3 separate regions of the Mus musculus genome follow, and all the other regions are linked to region 3. A link is a contact called in public Hi-C and promoter capture Hi-C data. All regions are on one chromosome and are shown on one strand. Each heading gives the region's core, a stretch centred on a gene start, on an enhancer-like site or on the middle of the called end of the contact. The rest is flanking DNA. Distances are from core to core; before and after follow the strand shown. Region 1 overlaps Sptlc2 (serine palmitoyltransferase, long chain base subunit 2). Region 2 holds the start of Ahsa1 (AHA1, activator of heat shock protein ATPase 1). Region 3 holds the start of Ngb (neuroglobin).

Region 1 (2,700 bases), core at 155-2,654, 230 kb before region 3:
ACTGTACTTAATAAAAAAAAATCGACAGTCTACTATAAATTTATAAAGAAAATTTAACATTTATGTTTTTAAATTTATGAAAGTGTCTAGCCAAAAGAAGAAATGTAAAGTTATGCAAATTGGTGGTGATTCACGGAGAAAACATGCTCTAGAAGGACTATGTTCTAGGACACCGTTCCCAGACTCCACTGAGGAATGATGGAACAAGACAAAGAGGTTTAACATTGTGGAGCTTAAAACCAGGAAAGGCAGACAAAACCCAGCACTGCTTCCTGGGAGTAGGAGGCTGGGGAGGGAGCATTTTTATTTCTATTAAAGTTGCATGTTCCTATATTGGTTTTTTAATAGAGCTTTAAAATAATTCATTAAGCATATTAAATCCTGCTTAAAATGAGATTCAAAGTGAGATGGTCTGTGCTGCTGTTAGGAGAAGAGTGCTGCTCAGAAAGCTGCAGCCAGCCAGGGAGGAGGAGCTACAGTTCTGCTCGCCTTTACTGCTCCGTTTCCTTCCTCCTGGCCAGCCTTCCCGTGTCCCCTAGAATTACTGTCATTGTTGGCTCTCTTTCACTGTCAATATCAAGTAAGAGCAGGTGAGTAGAAGAGTCCGGGGAAGTTCTGAAAAGCCCACCAAATCCGGAGAGCTAGCTTGTCCTTCATGCATCACTGACCACATTCTGTAGTGGATTTTAGATCCAAGACCTTTTTAATGAATCAAAATATCCATAAAAATCAACTAAGATGTTTAAAAAAATTCCAGAACTGCAATTGGATGTAAAATAATTTAGTGCTTTGTGTACAGTGTTTTTCACGTGTAGTTGGATGCTACCACCATGGCCACATCAAAGACAAAGTGAGTTGGATACATGCATTTAACAGGTGGCTTTTACAGGGACTGCACAACGCACTTCCATATGGAAAACTTCACTGCACTTGGCTTCTAAAGAACCTAGGTAAATTCTGTTACTGCTGTAGAACTTGGGTAGGCTGAAGTTTAATTAAACTCAGGTTTGGCCTGTTTGAATTAACCCAGCAATAGACTTGCTAATGAGGTGTTAAATGATCCAGCAACTAATTTAGGAGATGGCAAGTGCTGTCTTTGAAGAAGCATCTGTATGATCTTGTAGAGAACTGCATGCTACTCAGGACGTTTGACCCACCTTAGCACTGCCTTCCGAGCCCAGGAGCGATTGCTTCCTGCTTTGTCCTTTATTACTGTGTTTTAATGAAGATTGTTTAGAAACCTATCCAGATCAGTGGGGGAGAGGAGGCAATGAGCCAAGCCCAGCGATTAGAAGAGGAGAGAGGCAGAGCGAATTTTCTGGTGAATGGTTTCATCCCTACCTTGCACATTTGAGCAGTTACTCCAGTGCTGAGCTCTAGGCCAGACCCCCTGTCCTGTGCCTTAGTGCCTAGAGCACTGCTGTCAAGACATGTTTGTGTCAGCATTTATCAGGGACCAGCTCTGTGCTGGAGTTGAACAAGATGTGCTCTGTGCCTTTGAAAACAGCCTTTGAGTGGCTCCGTGAGATGCCTGGGAAGAACTAGTCTCGACAAGAAACTTTCTCCTTGGTTCACCTTGCTCCTTTCTTAATTCTCTGCGCCCTTCTCTCTGCCTTCTCTGCCTTACACACCATGTCCTCTATGAAACTTAATGTGTAAATTATTTGAAGCAAAGATCTAACCTGCTTAAGCAAACTTTAAGTGAGTCGCCCCCGCCCCCGTGGAGTCTTTTATCGCTTACCAAAAATTAAAGGAAAAAAACTCCTTCATTGTCTAACACAAAGGCCTTTTAGCCAACGGCTTTAACTTTTTAAAATCAATAAGCATTAAGACTGCTTTACAGGTGAGGAAATTTGAGCCCACATGTGGGCCAAGTCCTCTCTGTACCTTGTTCCAAATAGGATGTGGTTTTTTAGTCCATCTGCTTCTACTTCGGGCCATATTTAATGTTTTATTAAAGCAAACTGTTTTATGACCTATTTCTAATTTTCTTATTCTGTTCAGCTAATTTTCCACAAAACACCCAATTTTTCTAGTGAATACTCAGCATGACAGATGACAGGGTGGGGGTGGGGATTTGACCGCCTACTTCCTCTCCCTGACTCAGCAACCGGTTCACCAAGAGCTTTTCCTTCTTCCACTCTCATCTCCTTTTTAAAATCCAAATGCAAATAAGTTTTTTATAGTAGGAAACTCATTTTTGTTTCTTCTTTCAGTCAGTTTGAAACTGGCTATTAAGATGCCCACAAGCATCAGACTTTAAGCTAGTTTTTGAACAGAAGTACACTTGGCCATAAAATGGAACTTTGTTCTTAGTAGAAAACCTAAAGAAGGCACTTGGGTTCCCCTGGGGTAGGCATGGAGCCCTGAACCAGAGGCCCCTCATTTGGAAATGTGGTTGCATGCTGTGGGGAGGCTAAGCTCTTAAATATTCAAAGGTTAAAGCAGGTAAATTTCCTTAGCTCTATTTTAATTATTTGGAAGCTTTATCTTATAGTCAGATTTTTTTCTCTACAGTTTTGTGTTCATTTATTTGAGCTAACACACAGTTTCGCTTTCTACTCATCGTTTTGGGTTTGTGACCGATGTGGCCTTGTCTGTGGTGAAGAACATACCTGACTTTGCACACCACCACATGATTGACTGGCATTGCTTCTTTTCTCCCAGAAGAGTTGGTCACAGGAGTCCTTCATCTTTATG
Region 2 (2,700 bases), core at 68-2,567, 160 kb before region 3:
ATTCTACCCTAGAATGTCCACAAACATGCTACTTTTAGGAATCCAAAGGGGTGGCGAGTTGTCAACAAAGAGAGGTGCTGTGCAAACCAAGTTAATACTTTCCAGTCTTAGCACAATGAGCCTTGACCGTTAAAATGGCGCCCCCATTTGGCCAAGAAGAAAGATGTGACCATACTGCTTAAGTCAGGAGAGCAAAGACAAGCAAGCATTTTTGCTAAGAACTTCAGTTTAAAAAAACAAAACAAACCAACAATAATGCTAGCCTCATTAACAGTGTTGTGTCCCGTTCAGTGTTCAAACTTTGCCCTACACATCCTACATCCTCTAGACAGTGTCACAAAGTCCACAAGAAAAATTACATCAAGTAGAATGTTAAAAAGAGACAGGTTGAAGGGGGAAAAAAAAGACGGTAAAAATCAATTCTTTGCCCTTCTAGTACAGCTATTTAAAAATCAAAAAGCTATAACTGAGGAAAAAAAATATAATGTCTGTAAAGTTCAGTGGCACTCCAAATAACTTTGTTTCCAGAAGATTTCTGAGAGATGAGGCAGCTTCCAAGACCGGTTAGGCTGTAAAATCATGACTGCCGGGCAACCTGGAGTTGTTACAACAGAACTTAACAGTTCCGGGTAGGAGACTGCATTGCGTTCAGCATCCCGAAGCTCCAAGTGCCCTGCAGATCACGTTCCAAAGCTTCTCACGCTGGACTGAGGCAGTAGTCCCCTATGACTTTTGCTTTCACTGTAACCCGCAAACCAACAACTACCGCGCCTGGAGCTCTCGAATTCCCCAGCAGACTCCCAACACAATCGGCAGGGGTCTGGATCTCAAGGACGCCTGCGGCCACGTGTAGGAAGTATCACCCGGCTCAGGCTGGATGCAGCAACTAGGGCACTCTGTTCTCGCTCTGAAATTCCTCCTTGGGGACTCAGCAGTCCATGTCGAACCCATCGCCCCTAAGACTGTGATGGTGGCGAGGGATGGAGGGGACCCCTGCTACAGAAAGGACTCACGCCCAACCCCAGGCCAGGGTTACTTGGGTCCCGTACTCGCCAAGGTCCCAGACACCTCCAACCCCTAGCCTGTTAACAGTGCTCCTGCGGCCTGTCTTGCTGGCCCATACCAGTGCCAGTTGTTGACGTTGGTGGCGTCCGCCCGCTCCTCCACGATCCAGCGTGGGTCTCCCTCACCCCACTTGGCCATCAGCTCACTTATCGCACCGCTACCAGCTCCCAAGCAGCCGCAGCCACAGCCTGAGGACCGCTCGGTCCCAGCCGCCTGGCAGCGCCTGGAAACTACTAGAAGCAGCACAGCACCTCCTGGCTTGCTTTTCCCTCCACCCCAACCCCCTCCCAGCCTTAACTTCCGGCTCCTCCTCGCTCTTACCGGGTACTTCCGTTCCAGCTCGCCGAGCCGTAGGTTCCGTAACTTCTGGCGTTCCTTCCAGCTCTCTCAGTTTATCTTAAAAGCTCTTAAGTCTAGGCCCTCAAGATCCTAATCCCCACCGGCTAGGACACAAAATATTCCTCTCATTGTCTCCTTGGGCCCTAAACCGACCTTGCTGAGCCTGATGGGAGTTGTAGTCTTTAAACCAACCCTTCCGATAACTGCGGAAGGTCATGCTGAAAGTAAAGGAAATGACCTAGCACTATGCGCTAGTATTTCTGGGAATGCTAGTCCAGAAGCCTCGCGGCCCGCAGGGAGGACGAAAGAATGATAGAGGTTATGGAACTACAACTTCCAGGATGCTTTGCGGGTATTCCTTTCACCTTCTTCAGACTCTTCTCCGCTGTCCCCTTCTGCTCTTCTCTATGCCTCACAGCCTGTTTAGAAAGGCTGGTCCAGCGGCTGAGCCTGGCGCTGTCCTGAGAAGGAGCGCTCGGTGTGGAAGAGGTGAGGGTGTCCCAAGCCCCTGTCTAGGCCTCGTGTCTAGGTGAACCCACCCTCTCCGCACCCTTTTCTTTCCCTGTCTTTTCTGAGGCATCCTTACACTCTCACTCCGACCTTCTTCTGTCGGGACCACTCTTGGGAGCTCCGAGATGGGGCTTTCCAGCAAGCCTCAAAGCAGCTTACTCAACATTTGGTTCTGAATATGTCTTCTCAGGCACCCTCTAGGCTCTGGTGTTTGTGGTAGATGCGTGGTTTCCTGGACCTTGCTCCTGTAATCCAATCTCTCAGGTCTTTGTTCTCAAACATCGCCTTAAAAACCTAGCTTAACTTCCAGTAGCTGGTTTCTACAGTACCCTGAGGCAAGGAACCTCTTGGTTGTAGGGTTTTGGTTTTTGGTTTTGTTTTGTTTTGTGTTTTAAACGGGTCCTGTTTTCCCTATGTCGTGTTCCCGTCCTCTCGCATCTGTCCCCCTATCCATGTCAGACTGTCAGTGTACAGGTGACGATAAGATCAAATCTCGGAAGCATTTTAAATCACGTTGAAGCCCGCTTTCCTTTGAGCATTCTTAGAGTTATAAATTGTTACCATTTTACTTACCACGTAAATCACGGTCTCTTTTGTCACTCGAAATACAATGTATCCACTACTGTAAAAAGAGTCTTAAGAATTCTTGGTGAAGTACTAAGTTTGTTAGACATATTCTCTACCTATTTCTAGTTACCATTGTAAAGATCTGTCTAGTTTTCCCAAAAGTGAAAAAAGAAAAGAAAGAGTCTAGGATCCAAAAACCCTGGATTGTAGTTTGGAGTA
Region 3 (2,700 bases), core at 143-2,642:
TAGAAGCCATGGTCTGTGTACTCTACATCTAACATGGGGTTGTCCGAGGGATCACAGTCTGCTCATAACTGAAAACCAAGGGCACTGATTTATATCCATTCGATAAGGACTGTGGAGAGAGAGCTTGCCACTCAATCCCTTCCAGTACATCTGAGGAAGCAGAAGAGACTCAAAGATAGTGAAAGATAAAGGGAGTGTGTCCTCCAAAGCCTGGGCCCCTGGAAAGAACAGTCATGCTTGAAAGAGAACAACACAGCTACCTGGAAGGTGGCCAGCTGCACACTCCGAGTGGCAAACACAGGACCTACCTGAACTACGTTTAGAAAATAGTGTTTTGTGTTTCTTCCTCAGTTGCTCCAGCTAATTTTTTGGGACAGTCTCTCACTGTCCTTAGAGGTCAATGTCTTGCTAGCGGAGCCCTAGAAATCCTACAGTTTTCTAACTCTCAGTGCTCCTATTAGAGTCAGGTGGCCTCTTCTTTTTTTTTTTTTTTTTTTTTTTTTTTGAGACAGTTTCTCTACAGAACCCTGGCTGTCCTGAAACACACTGAGATCTGCCTGCCTCTGCCTCCTCAGTACTGGGATTAGACCACTACTCCAGCTCTGTGTATGTGTGTGTTCACAATTGCTGAAAGGATGCCCATTGGACCATCCCCAGCACCTCGTTTCTTAGTTTTGACTTTGGAGGGTGTTGGGGGTTTACTTGTTTGGGGTTCATATCACCATTTTCAGTAGGTCGTGCGATGGCAGAACATGACGTTAACTCCATGAATGTGTACGCAGCGCATTACTAGTTACTGTCTGGGGGCTGAGGTGATCCAACAGACCTGAGATTGGAGCCCACACTTGTCTGGAGATGTCTATGTTTTGGCCTCTGCCCCTTAAACTGAGAGAGAGCTTTGGTGAACCCAAAGTTGTGCAAGTACCCAGGGTTTGAGCAGAGGACAGACAGGCAGACCAGTTTGGTGACCTAGGTCCCTCTAGCTGAACTCTAGAGAAGACAGGAGACCATGAGCCCAGGAGATGGCAAACCCGAGAGTTTTTCAGTGGAGAGATGGGACTCACCTTGAACACTGGGCCTCCCAGTCGCTTCATCAGAAATAGGAAGTGATTATTTACTTAGTACTGGAGGGGAATGACACAATTTATGTAGCCCAGACTGGTATTAATCCTTTCAGTTTTCTGCCTCTCAAGGCTGAGATTACAGGCATGTGGCACAAGCCAGTCCAGAGAAGCAGTCATATCATTAGTTTTCAAGACTAAAACAAGCCCAGAGGCTCGGCAATTTCTGTTAGACTCTGAAGCCTGGACATTTCCCAGGCCTCGGGTAGTACCTTCCTAAGGCGGGTGCAGAGGGAGCGCGCAAGCCTCACTGGGCCAGAGTGGGTGGGAGCCACCGTAGCTTTAATGGGCGGTTCTCTGGGAGCTTCGGGGTGTAGGGCGCAGCTGCCCAAGCGGGGTCCCCGGAAGCGCCCGAGGCCAAGCTGGCCGTGCGCATCCTCTGGGCTGGACCAGTAAAGGCGCAGTTGCTGGGCCCCACCCAACTAAGGCACTGGGCCTGGAGGGGGGCTCCCCCGCGTCGCCGAGGAGATGGCGCTGCATGTGCGTTGACTGCACCCACGCCTCGAGGGTCCCATCACTGCGTCCCGCGAGTCTCCTGGGAGAGAGAGCATGGAGCGCCCGGAGTCAGAGCTGATCCGGCAGAGCTGGCGGGTAGTGAGCCGCAGCCCTCTGGAACATGGCACTGTCCTGTTCGCCAGGTGAGAGCTGCGGGGCACTGGGGCGCGAGTGAAGGGGTGCCTAACCGTAGTGGGCTCGAGATTGCTTGGCTTGTCACTGATGGAGGAGAAATTGCCCGCCTGCTGTGGTGCTTCTGAGAGAGGGGTGTGTGCGCAGCGACAGGTGGTGCTGTCCCATCTGCTCTTCCCGGATAGCAGTAGCTCTTATCTGAACTGGTTGAGGTCCGATGGGGTCCTTTACCAGCACCCACAGTGTGGGCAGGTAGATGCAATGCCCCCACTCTCCTCCCATTGTTATCTCAGTGTCCCGTGGCTAGTAAATGCAGGGCCACTCACAGGAGCTGGGCCGGTAGGAGGAAATGAGTGACTCAAAGGGCTAGTTAGTGTATGCAGGCACCTAGAACGGTAGAACGGACCCCGTTCCCGCTCGAATGGAAGGAGACCATGTAGTCCTGGCCCAGGAGAACTCAAGTTCAGCTACCAGTAAGATGAGAAAGCACAGGCTTAGGACCAGAGAAGCTCCAGGAGGGAGGCATCCAGTCTCACCGCCCCCCCCCCGGGGGGGGAGGGGAGGTAGAGAGAGAGAGAAGGAGGGAGGGAGGGAGGGAGGGAGGGAGGGAGAGAGAGAGAGAGAGAGAGAGACCACCCCACAGAAAGCCTGCTGGTTTTCAGCTTCACCTCAGGCTCTGTCACCAAAGGGCCACACTCCCTCATCGCAGCTCCCTAGGCCAGCTCAAAACTTTCAAACAGGACTTTACAAAGCCTCTTCCAGATGGAAAGGGAATAAATTCAGTGACACAAAAGAGTTACACAAAAATGCAAGCTCTCCCCAGCGAGGCTGAAGTTTTTTTGGTTGTGCCAACTGTATTTTTCTAAACTCATTCCCCCAGATTCTGATACCCACTGTGGCTTTACTGTGTAACTTAAGGCAGCTTGCTTAACAAACTCTCTGAGCTTCTGTT

Evidence for each region. Hi-C and Micro-C count contacts between places; a contact is called where the count stands out from the background. Capture Hi-C pulls out chosen DNA fragments and counts their contacts.
Region 1: a contact with region 3 is called in a Hi-C map of embryonic stem cells, with 2.0 times the contacts expected there. The contact joins the enhancer-like site here to the promoter of Ngb in region 3. A contact is called at or near these places in 9 of 39 promoter capture datasets (the C10 cell line, embryonic stem cells, frontonasal cranial neural crest and 4 more), 1 of 15 datasets of contacts at CTCF or cohesin (pro-B cells), 4 of 484 Hi-C or Micro-C datasets (cortical neurons, embryonic stem cells, liver and 1 more), 2 of 115 datasets of contacts at active chromatin or transcription factors (embryonic stem cells and large pre-B cells) and 3 of 9 other capture datasets (adipose tissue, liver and pancreatic islet).
Region 2: a promoter capture Hi-C map of adipose tissue shows a contact between it and region 3. The contact joins the promoter of Ahsa1 here to the promoter of Ngb in region 3. A contact is called at or near these places in 7 of 39 promoter capture datasets (embryonic stem cells, frontonasal cranial neural crest, hippocampal neurons and 3 more), 9 of 115 datasets of contacts at active chromatin or transcription factors (the 230-238 cell line, the SCID.adh cell line, SST interneurons and 5 more) and 4 of 9 other capture datasets (adipose tissue, embryonic stem cells, liver and 1 more).

The regions. Positions count from the first base shown.
Region 1 is chr12:87,329,880-87,332,579 of GRCm38.p6, reverse strand. The region is part of intron 9 of Sptlc2 (serine palmitoyltransferase, long chain base subunit 2); the gene reads left to right. Among named protein-coding and RNA genes, the nearest start is that of Ism2, 32 kb to the right of the region's middle. Within about 2 kb of position 1,404, at least 45 of the 459 cell types and tissues checked have an H3K27ac peak or open chromatin away from gene starts, as enhancers often do. A contact at or near this core is called in embryonic stem cells and pre-B cells, where this site is marked.
Region 2 is chr12:87,265,345-87,268,044 of GRCm38.p6, reverse strand. Ahsa1 (AHA1, activator of heat shock protein ATPase 1) reads right to left here and starts at 1,317. Exons shown (of 9, transcript NM_146036.2): 1 at 1,124-1,317. The coding sequence starts at 1,203. It overlaps Vipas39 (VPS33B interacting protein, apical-basolateral polarity regulator, spe-39 homolog), which reads left to right and starts at 1,759. Exons shown (of 20, transcript NM_001142580.1): 1 at 1,759-1,893.
Region 3 is chr12:87,101,231-87,103,930 of GRCm38.p6, reverse strand. It overlaps Ngb (neuroglobin), which reads left to right and starts at 1,392. Exons shown (of 4, transcript NM_022414.2): 1 at 1,392-1,759. The coding sequence starts at 1,671.